Linked DNA regions of Mus musculus: region 1 is linked to region 2. The links are chromatin contacts, called in public Hi-C maps. All regions are on one chromosome and are shown on one strand. The core of a region is the stretch at or near the end of the contact, and the rest is flanking DNA. Distances in the headings are between cores, read along the strand shown. Region 1 has its middle 17 kb from the start of Gm38773. Region 2 holds the start of Fam3c (family with sequence similarity 3, member C).

Region 1 (5,235 bases), core at 1,590-4,089, 53 kb after region 2:
CCCGGTATATTCTGCGTTTTCTCCCTTTGGCATAAGTGATTTTTCTAGTTTGGTTTCTGTTACTGTGGTAAAACACTGACCAAAGCAACTTGGATGTGGATCAGGTTCATTTGGCTTCCAGGTTACAGTCCATCGTGGGGGGAATACTCCAGGCAGGAGCCTTGCTGTTGGGTAGCCACCAGAGACAACTGCTCAGATATGGATATAAGCCAATAAAAAGTCCTTACTAGCCAGCTGGCGACTAAATGGGTGTTTAGGATCTCAGTGTATAGCACTGAGCCTTTCTTGGGGTGAGCTTTCAAGCACAAAAGCCATGTTCTGGGTTGATATACTTCAGTTAACAAGAACAGTTAGCCAAAAGTGCAACCACAGAAGCCAAACAGCAAGGTCAGTACATTTAGGGACTTTCCCAGAACTATAGACTTTGATGGATATGGCCTTTGTTTTCATTTTTGGCTGGTGGTGCTGTCTATTGTTGTTTTATGGCCTGAATGGTACTTCTATCATGGAGTCAGTTGTGCTAAGGTCTGGGGGCCTATGAAGATCTGGGACCATGTTACAATGTAGAGGCAGGAACCGAAACAGAGACCATGGAAGAATACTGCTAACTCACTCTTGCTCATGCTCAGCCTTCTTCCTTAAACAACCCAAGGCAATCTACCTGGAATGCCACTGCCACAGCAGCTGGGCCTTCCCATATCAATAACAAACCAAGAAAATACCTTAAAGCCATGCCACAGGCCAATCTGATGGAGGAAGTTCCTCTCTTCCCAGGTGATTCTAGTTGGTGTCATATTGATAGCTGAAGCTAACGATGGCAGTGCCTCCTTCACCTGTGCTCTACAAGTCCTTCCATGTTTACAAGAGTTCATCTCTCCTTAGCTGTTGAAAGATTTCCTTCTCAATTTATCTTGTTCTCATTATCCATCTATTGTCCGTTTGTCAGATGACTTTCTCCTATTTTATATTTGCCTTAGTGTCACTCACGTTCAGACCACAGCAATTACAGCAAACCTTAATTGCAATATCTTCAGTTCTAAACCAAAGCTTGTTTTACAATTCTCTGTCTTTGTCTCTCCCCCTCCCCCCCTCTGTGTGTGTGTGTGTGTGTGCCTGTGCACATGCATGCGTTTGTGTGTGTGTGTATGTGTATGTATATGTACGTGTATTTTTCTGGGTCAAATAACCTCTTTTTGTTTGAACTGAATTATTAATCTGCTTCTAGTCTACAGACTAAAGGTGGACCAATGTTACTGTCATGACCAGGCTTCATAGAGTAGTGTCTTTTCTTGCTGGAAGACTTTCCCTTGACTTCTTGGATGAAGTATGTAGCTATGTTGGGAGGAGCAAAGAGAGAATGAATTCCAGGCAGCCGTTTGCTAGGAAGCATGGCTCTCAGTCCACAGCCCTCAGAATCAGTTACTGCCTAGTCCTACCTGTGTGAGCTTGAGGACTGACTTTCTGCAAAGAAAACCTCTCATTATAGCCCTGTGAGCTGATAAAGAAAAAGGAAAAGCCCTGGTTCATAACTTGCAGAAAATTTGAGATGTTGAAAGTGCTCTAAGTTGCTAAGTCTGTGATAGTTACATATGTAATAATAGCCAAGAAATATCCTATTCATTTGTTACCTCTCTATAAAGTCCTCTCTTCTTTGATGTTTTGTTTTGAAACAGGGTTTCTCTGTGTAGCTCTGGCTGTTCTGGGACTCACTGTATAGACCAGCCTGGCCTCGAACTCACAGAAATTCATCTGCCTCTGACCCTCAGGTGCTGGAATTAAATGTTCGACCATGCCTGTCCATCTCCAACTTTTGTAGCACCTGTTAAAATTTTTTGGAGACTTTACATTTCCAATCCATCAGTTGTGCATGTACGGGATCTCGTGTGCTCTGGGTTTTGTGTTGTGAGTACCTTTGCCAATCAAGTCTGAAAACTGACTGAGATCTATCTCTCCAGGGAATGATTTCTCAGCTCACAAAGTTTCTTCCCATCATTCCATTGCCTAAATAAAATAAAACAGTTAGAATTAGCAGATAACACACTGAGGCTAATGTTTCTCTATAGCCCTGATATGTGGACACAGTATCCTACCAGAGAATGCCTTCCATTTCTGCACCCCCACCTTCTGTAAAGCCTTTTATTTTATTAGAATACTGCTTTGAATCTTCAGAAACTGTATCCCTGAAGCCCTTTTCATTCCAGATCTTTCTGCTGGCATCACATCACAATTCTAAAATTCTTATCAGGATACAAAAACAAAATACATCACATCATTGATTGCAGTATTTTCAGCTCACCTAACGGGACTAAAGCATTTCATGCTCAGATGATGCACATTTTCTTTTGTTAGAACCAAGAATTCACTGAAGGTCACATGATTCTGTTTTTAGTTCTGTCTTCTTAAAGCACCACTTTCGTTTTTAACGTCTATGATTTAATGCTTAGCATGTGACAGTTTTGCTCAGTAGCTGCAAATGATCCTCCCAGTTGTTATAATGAGATAACAAAGGCACAAGCAAGCAAACAATCGGGAGAGTGAACTTTGCCTCTGTCCAGTGGTGGTCCACAAAGCCCACGATAACCCAGGGGTTCCTGTGTGCTATCTTTCCAGCAATATGAAGAGACGCTGGGAACACTCACACCCTCTTCAGTTTAGGTTCAGGCACACATTGCCCTTTTCCTGAGGACAGTGATGAGCCTAACACAGGCAGAGGACTCTGCTCAGTTTGATGCATTTGCTGCCCCGCTTCCCAGAGTCTTTGACAGACATATTTTAGGCTTTGAAAAACAAAAGAACTAGAATGGAATATTTAAGTCTTTGATCATCACTTCCTCTACTGAACACCTGGAAACTCAATAGCCTAGTGTTTTCAATAGTGGTGGGGAAACACCTGCTTTCTAAGACATCTTCATGTTATTCTTGAGACACAAAGTTTACACATTAAAAGAAAGAAGGAAAGAAAGAAAGCAAGAAAAGAGAGGGGAAGAGAGGGAGGAAGGAAAGAAGGAAGAAAGGAAGGGAGGGAGGGAGGGAGGGAGGAAGGAAGGAAGGAAGGAAGGAAGGAGTAACGAGAGAGGGAAAGAGGGAAGCCGGTGATAGAGGAATATTCATAGTTTTTTTAGCTCATGAAGGTTTTGTGAAATCCACAGATGTGTATGTGACAGTGAGGAGGCGTCTGTCTGTCATGGTTTCCACAGAGCACTCATGTACCACTTAACTTTGTATTTATCATATTGGAAGTTTAACCCAAACTATCCTAGCAAAGTGTCACTGTACACTAAAAATTTTTTCATGCAAAGAATTTGGTTAATAATTTAGGCTTTTCAAAGGTCTAAATTTCCTAGAAAGTTTACATAGAGGAAAGGGAGAAAAACTCAAAAGGTCCATGAATCAGGAATGGTTACATGTCAGTCTCCTTTTCTTTAATAATTTCCTTACTTCCCCAACCTCACTATCAATGTTGCTGAGGCTTTACTGAGTGTGAACAGTATGTATTAACAAAAGCATAGTGAAACTGGGCATGGTGGTGCATACCTTTAATTTCAGTACTCAGAAGGTAGAAGCAGGCCGATCTCTGACTAACTCATATGCAAAATAACGTTGTACTGTATAGGATAAACCTTTCTTTGTGGAAAGATGTCTCGTCCTACTATATTTTGAAAGTTAGTTTTTCTTGTCATATGTGTGTTGTTGATAGGATATGTCATGATTTTGACAGTTATTAAATATATAATTATTTAAATTATAATGATAAAAAGATAAATTGTGCAGGTGGGATGTAGATTATTTAGTCTGAAAATGTTGACATATGGTTGTATTAGATAATGGAAGATGATTTTCATAAGGAAGTATGAGGGCTAACATTGTGTTTTAAGTTTAAATTACTATGGGTAAGAGATCTATAAAACAAAAATTCCTCAAACTTGCAAGCCTCACTTGCCCAAGGACAGATAAGATAACTTCTTGGACAGCTGGGGCCTGTTCATACAAGCAACAAGCCATGTGTTCTTTGCTTCTGTAAGCTTGGTTGTTCCAAACGCACAGCATGTGCTTGCTCACATAGGCAGGGGGTGTGTCAGGATGTATGCTTAGCAGTGTTTGGATGACGGCAGGAAGCATGTAGCCTTGTGGATTTTACCTGTATAAGTCCCTGACTAACGACTAACATCACCTTGGGAATCCTGGGCCAGTGTTTAATAAAGCTTGCTTCAAATTTGGTTCAAAAATTATGACAGAGGTCTTATTCTTACCAGTAGGATTAATAGATTTTTTTTTTTAAAAAAATAGGACTTTAGTGAGAGATTTTAATTGAATAAGGCTGTTAGTTGCAATGTGGTTGAATCTACAGGACATTAGACTACTTGCAACAAACCAAGCAGGAAAAGTCCTGGAGTCTTTTTTGTTTGCTTGAGACAGCTTTTCACTAAGTATCCATAGCTAGCCTAGCACTCACTATGTAGATCAGGCTGTCCTCAGACTCACAGAGGTCCATCCACCTATCTCTGCTTCCCAAGTACTGAGTTTAAAGGGGCATCTCACCATCCTCCACCAGAATGCACTTATGAAGAGAATTGCTGATGGATGATCAAGACCCAAATTCATCTAAGGGTTGAGCCAACTTGAACCTCTGCTTTCAAGGAGATTAATAGGACAGAGAAAAATGTACCTGTCCATAAGGCAGAAAGCCCCAAAGCCAGAGTCATAGAAACCTCCAAACACATTAGCAGAGAGCCTGTTAGGTCAGTGCCATAGCTGGACCCAGAAAAGTAGCTTATAGGGATCAGAAGGAGATGATGTTCCTCTCTCAGGCATCAGTACATAGTGTCAGAACAGGGATGCAAAGGGAATGCTTATGAAAGCAGGAGCTACAGAGGCATCCCATCATCCTTCCCTGCCACTGTATGACATACGCTGATAATGCCTTTTTCCACTTCTTTAAAATATCTTAGATACAGTTGACCTCTAGGCAGAGGGCTACCCCCACTGCATTTGCTACATATGCCTACAGAGTACTTAGAGTCACTGTGGAAGAGCAGGATGAGCCATCTCCAATGCTCATGTCTGAAAAGGTCAACTAAAAAGCAAAGGTGACTTGGAAGGGATCTGTGTGGAGGTCCAAGCTGAATAATTTGTGCTTTCACTCAAGCTTTGTAAACTCCAGTGTCATTTCTGGTAGGAAGACTAGTGAAAGTAGGTAGATGGGGGTGGGGGAGAGACTCTCTAGAGAAAGACACC
Region 2 (5,016 bases), core at 1,077-3,576:
AGTTCCAGAAAGAAAACCAACTCCTACAAATGGTCCCTGATCGCCACACATGCGCCACAGCATGGGCCTTGGCCCCACCCCTTACATATGAAAAGAATGCAAGGTAAAAATAAGTAAATTTCCTTTGAGAAAAATGAAAAAATAAGTGTTCACTATAGGAGGATCAAAATAGAACATCAGTATTTCAGCTTTCACTGTGTTGGGGTTTTGTTTTATTTTTAAGAAAGAAAACAAGAGCAGGAGGGAATAAATTTCCACCCATCATGGTGGGATCTTCATTTCCTGTAACTACTTCACATTCCACTTGATATGGATTCACAGGATCTCATGTTTCCGGGTTTCCCTGCACTTCATTCATACCTAGGTCAAGTGTAGAACTGAAGTATATCAAGGTTCACAGATTGCAGCAGCCAAAAGCTCCCCTGAGGGAAAGTGCTGGAACAGGGTGCTTCTATCTGCCCACACAGAAAGGCAGGCAGCTCAGCAGCCAGGGGCACAGAATAAAAAGAAGGCACTGAGGGAGAAGTTGTATCAGCTAAGACAATTTTACAAGCTCCTATTTTGATCCTATGCAATGCCCTTCAAAACTCACTCCAAGCCCACTAATTGCAGGTAATGCAGGGTGCCATTAGTTTACACAGCTGATCCCACAGAACTGCCTTAACAAGCCTGGAGGAGCCGTGATGAAAATCACCAGAAACTCACTGCTGAGGATGCTCACGCAGCAATCAAACTATCACACAAGACGCTCAACAGTCTTACCGAGGGAGGGACCAAAAGGGAGAAATGTGCCATTGAGAGTCTGTGCCTGCCTCTCTGGTCTACATAATTCCATCATTCTGTAGCTTCGCGTCTCCACAACCATAGGGTCGCAGAATGTCACCGACTAGAGGAATTCTATCTCGCCCTTTTTATGTTACAATTTCTTCCTACAAAGAAGAAATATTTTTTTTCTATTTTTTTTTTTCCTGCTGTGTTCACAGCTGTAGTTTGCATGATGCTCTTATACCTGAGTAATGAGCAACGACAGATGAACGACTTGAATTTGATGCGTCGAGCCGTAACGTGCTGGAAGTCATCAGCTGGTTGTTTTAATGAGTACATGTCTTAAGATTCTATGAAACAAACCTAATCACTAGCATAAAACTAAAAACCTAGCAAACTGCCGGAGAGAAATCATCAGATGAGCAACCTCCAGAAAGAAACAGGATGTAAGACAGCAGGGATGTAAGACAGCAGGGCAAGGGAGAGTAACTTACTTTTCTTAGTGAGTGGCATCTGGGAAGTTATTAACTTTACTTCTTCAGTAATGGAGGTTTCTCTGTGCTCCCTAAGGCACTGTATGAGAAACAATGTTTCCAAAGACTTGGAAATTTTAAGTCTATCACTGGTCCTTCCAGGAAAGCTCAGGCCATGGGATCCGCCATTACCATCCAACTTTAAAACTTTCTCAGGAAATAGGTGTCCTAATCTGTAAAATCTGAGCAGTAATAATAGGACCCGTGTGAGGAGTTGTGAAAACTAAATATGCGCTAGGAAATACTGGGTAACTCTATCTAAGACGGTAAAGATGCAAATTAGGGACTTTGTATACATGTATTTCTTCCTATGAAGAAACGAAGCAAAAGTTCTATCAGATAGTAGTTCTATATTATAGGAATTAACTATGTAAATTGAAGCTGATGACTCCCCGCAAGTTACAGCTAGATGTGTCGATCTCAAATCGTCCATCTGGGACTCATTACTAAGTATAAGAGCGCTGACCATCATGCATACTACATCTGTGAACGCAGCAGAAAATAAAACTAAAAATAAAATGAACAGCACTCATCAAAGACATAGAACACCTATGTGTTCACTTGCAAAAGGAGAAAGCAGCTCCAGTTGGGCAGAAATGCAAACTTTACGAGTGGGTCTAGGCGGTCCAGCACAGAGTTCGAATCCAGCACGCCCGTCCATCCCATCCAGTTCTCTGGGAACGCTCAACCTGCAGGATACCGACCACGAGGGGCAAACACCCGCTTCCAGGTGCAGCCGGAGCCCGGTGGCACTCGCGACCCAACGCCCGGGGCAGACGCCGCTGAGCGGGCCGCGATGCTCCGGACGGCCGGGCCCCGCTGCAGCCAAGACCCGCATCGCGCTGCGAGGCAGGAGGCAACCGGCAGCCGGCGAGGTGCTCCGTCCGCTCCTGCCTCCACGCGCCCAGCCGCGCCCAGCCCAGCCGCCAGCCCGAGCCTCACCCGTCTGCGGTCGCGCCGCCGTCAGTCCTGTCGGAGGCCGACGGGAGGTGCCACCGCCGCCGCCTCCTCCCGAGCGCGCCGATCGCGCCTCGGCTTTCCCCGGCTCCTCCGGCTTCGCCGCGCGCCCGCCCGCGCCGAGGAGGAAGCCAGCTCGCCCCAGGCCTCCTCCCACGCTTCCCGACGCGGCCAATGAGCCCGGCAACCGCGGAGCCGCGCACGCCCCCTGGCGGTGGAGGACCGAGCCGACGCTGAGGTCCCTGGAGGAAGGACCACAGCCGCCAAGATCCCGGGTCGCGTCTGCGACTCAATGTGAACTTGCCACGTGGGAGCTGCCGCGTCCGCAGCCAGGACCTGAGAGGCACCCGGGGAGGAAGGAAAATGTGTCAGCGCCTCCGCCCTTCAGTCACACACACACACACACACACACACACACACACACACACACACACAATCCTGACCCTAACGTACTTCAGGAGGCAATTTGAAATGACCAGTCCTAGTCTAGAGCTGATTCAGACTAGGACCATGGGGAATCTTCACTTGACTCCTGCAAGCTAGGAAACTGATCATAAAAATCCTCTAGACAGGGGATTCAGAACGAATTCTGCAACCCCGAATAATCTATCCAAGGGGAAGAATATTGTTTGCATGCTGCATGTCAATTTCTTCTTTCAAATTATTAGCAGTATGAGGAATGTTTTTCTCATCTGTTAGGAAGTTTACCTTTTATCAAGATTTTATGAGTAACTGGGAAATTAACACAAATTTTACTATGCACAATCTAAGAATACAATATTTTTAGTTTCAAATCCATATCTGTATAATTTGCAACTGCTAACTTCTTTTTTTGGAAATCAGGATAATTTATGGTAGCAAAAATTAAACTTAATGAAGTAATAGGGTTTAATCATAACAATTATGTCATCAAATTTCAACATTCCCTCCAAAACATAAAACACACAACCTAAAAAGAACTATGGGGGCTGGAGAGATGGCTCAGCAGTTAAGAGCACTGACTGTTCTTCCGAAGGTCCTGAGTTCAAATCCCAGCAACCATACGTTGGCTCACAACCATCTGTAACGAGATCTGGAGCACTCTTCTGGAGTGTCTGAAGATAGCTAATGTGTACTTACATGTAATAAATAAATAAATCTTTTAAAGAAAGTTAATGTATAGCAAAATTATTAAATAAATAAATAAAATAAAAACTATGAATTCTGTTGCTTAGGCCCCAGGAAAGGGAAAGAGACAGTAAACATCTGAGCTAAATTTCAAACACTTGTCTAGTCCTTTGCCTTGTTACTTAGTTGCTATGAAGAAACATTATGACCAAGGCAACTCTTGTCAAAACAAAAAACAAACAAACAAACAAAAAAAGTTAATTCAGGGCTTTCTTACAGTTTCTGAGGATTAGTCCATGGTCATCAAGGTGGGAAGCCAACAGGCATGGCACCTAAGCAGTAGCTGAAAGCTTCAGATCATGATCCACAGACAACAGACAGAATAGACATTGTTGGGCTTTTGAAACCTCAAAGCCCGCCCCTAGTGACACGCCTCCTCCAAGGCCACACCTCCTAATCCTTCTTAAACAGTTTCACTAACTGGTAGCTAAGCATTCAAATATATAAACCCATAGGGGAGAGGGGTATTTGGATTTTACAGTATTAAAAAGCCATAACAGTTAATATACATGCGCCTCCCCTCTAGTTCCTGTATCCCACTAAAAGAATTGATGAAATCTCTCGAGTGGGAAAATAAATTCCCGTTTGGGAATGAGCGTTTCCTCGGTAACTTAACAGACTAGGAAGGAAACTATATTTGCTACCTTCTGATAAAACCTGAATTATTTTATTCTGATAAAATAAGCAATGCTTATTCCGAAAGTCAGTTTGATTTCCAATTTCCAACACACAATAAGAGAAAGCTCAGAATCCATTTTTTGGTCAACAATAAAATTAATAAATGAGTTACAACCAACATTGTTTCCCTTTGATTCATTGAACAGACTAGAGCTAAACCATTCCTAAAACACGTGCCGCACGGTGTGTGGGAATCTGTGTCTATGTATATGTTTTGTGTTATAATGTAGACTATATATATTTCCTACTCAGTACACGGGTTGTGGTTTTGTTTTGCTTTTGTTTTCAGTCAATGAGTCACTTGTTTAGAATGGTTGTGAGTTAGCCTGTTTTGTGGAAGAGTTGGGCCAACTTCCTGGGTTTTATTTGTCTAGGGTAAGTAGACAGGGGAAGTGCTCAGGATTAGTGAAAGCTCTTGGAAGATTTCACAGGTAAGGAGAATGTAGGGAACGTTACAGCTTTGGGAGGTACTAACCAACCTGATATTACTGTGTCTTATAATGACAGGCAATGATCACTTATATTCTAAAGCTAACGTTGCTTGTATACTTACTATGTGACAGCACATGTCTAAGATTGTTACATCTGCTTATTCGTGTAATCCTATAAATACAGAGGAGGAAGGGAAGGAGGAGAAGGAAGCTATGCCCAGAGTCAAAGTGCTAAGACCTCACAGAGACAAGCTGCACCCCATATGAGTAACTTCATAGTCCCTCTCTTTTGCTTGCTTAAAAAGCATATTCATTGTTCAGGCCTGGGGGCACATACCTTTAATCCTAGCACTTGAGAGGCAGAGAGAGGTGGATTTCTGTGAATTCAAGGCCAGCCTGGTTTACATAGTAAGGTGTAGGACACCCAGGACTACAAAGAGAGACTCTGTCTCAAAAATACAAAGGAGGAGGAGGAGGAAAGAAGA

The links. Hi-C and Micro-C count contacts between places; a contact is called where the count stands out from the background.
Region 1: a Hi-C map of regulatory T cells shows a contact between it and region 2, with 2.2 times the contacts expected there. The contact joins the enhancer-like site here to the promoter of Fam3c in region 2. A contact is called at or near these places in 1 of 39 promoter capture datasets (the HPC-7 cell line), 4 of 15 datasets of contacts at CTCF or cohesin (CD8 T cells, the G1E-ER4 cell line, the NIH/3T3 cell line and 1 more), 25 of 484 Hi-C or Micro-C datasets (B cells, CD4 T cells, CD8 T cells and 12 more), 14 of 115 datasets of contacts at active chromatin or transcription factors (the 230-238 cell line, SST interneurons, bone marrow-derived macrophages and 7 more) and 2 of 9 other capture datasets (adipose tissue and liver).

Annotation. Positions count from the first base shown.
Region 1 is chr6:22,406,597-22,411,831 of GRCm38.p6, forward strand. No RefSeq gene overlaps it. Among named protein-coding and RNA genes, the nearest start is that of Gm38773, 17 kb to the left of the region's middle. Within about 2 kb of position 2,840, at least 48 of the 459 cell types and tissues checked have an H3K27ac peak or open chromatin away from gene starts, as enhancers often do. A contact at or near this core is called in B cells, CD8 T cells, the G1E-ER4 cell line and 9 more, where this site is marked.
Region 2 is chr6:22,353,755-22,358,770 of GRCm38.p6, forward strand. It overlaps Fam3c (family with sequence similarity 3, member C), which reads right to left and starts at 2,327. Exons shown (of 10, transcript NM_138587.4): 1 at 2,241-2,327.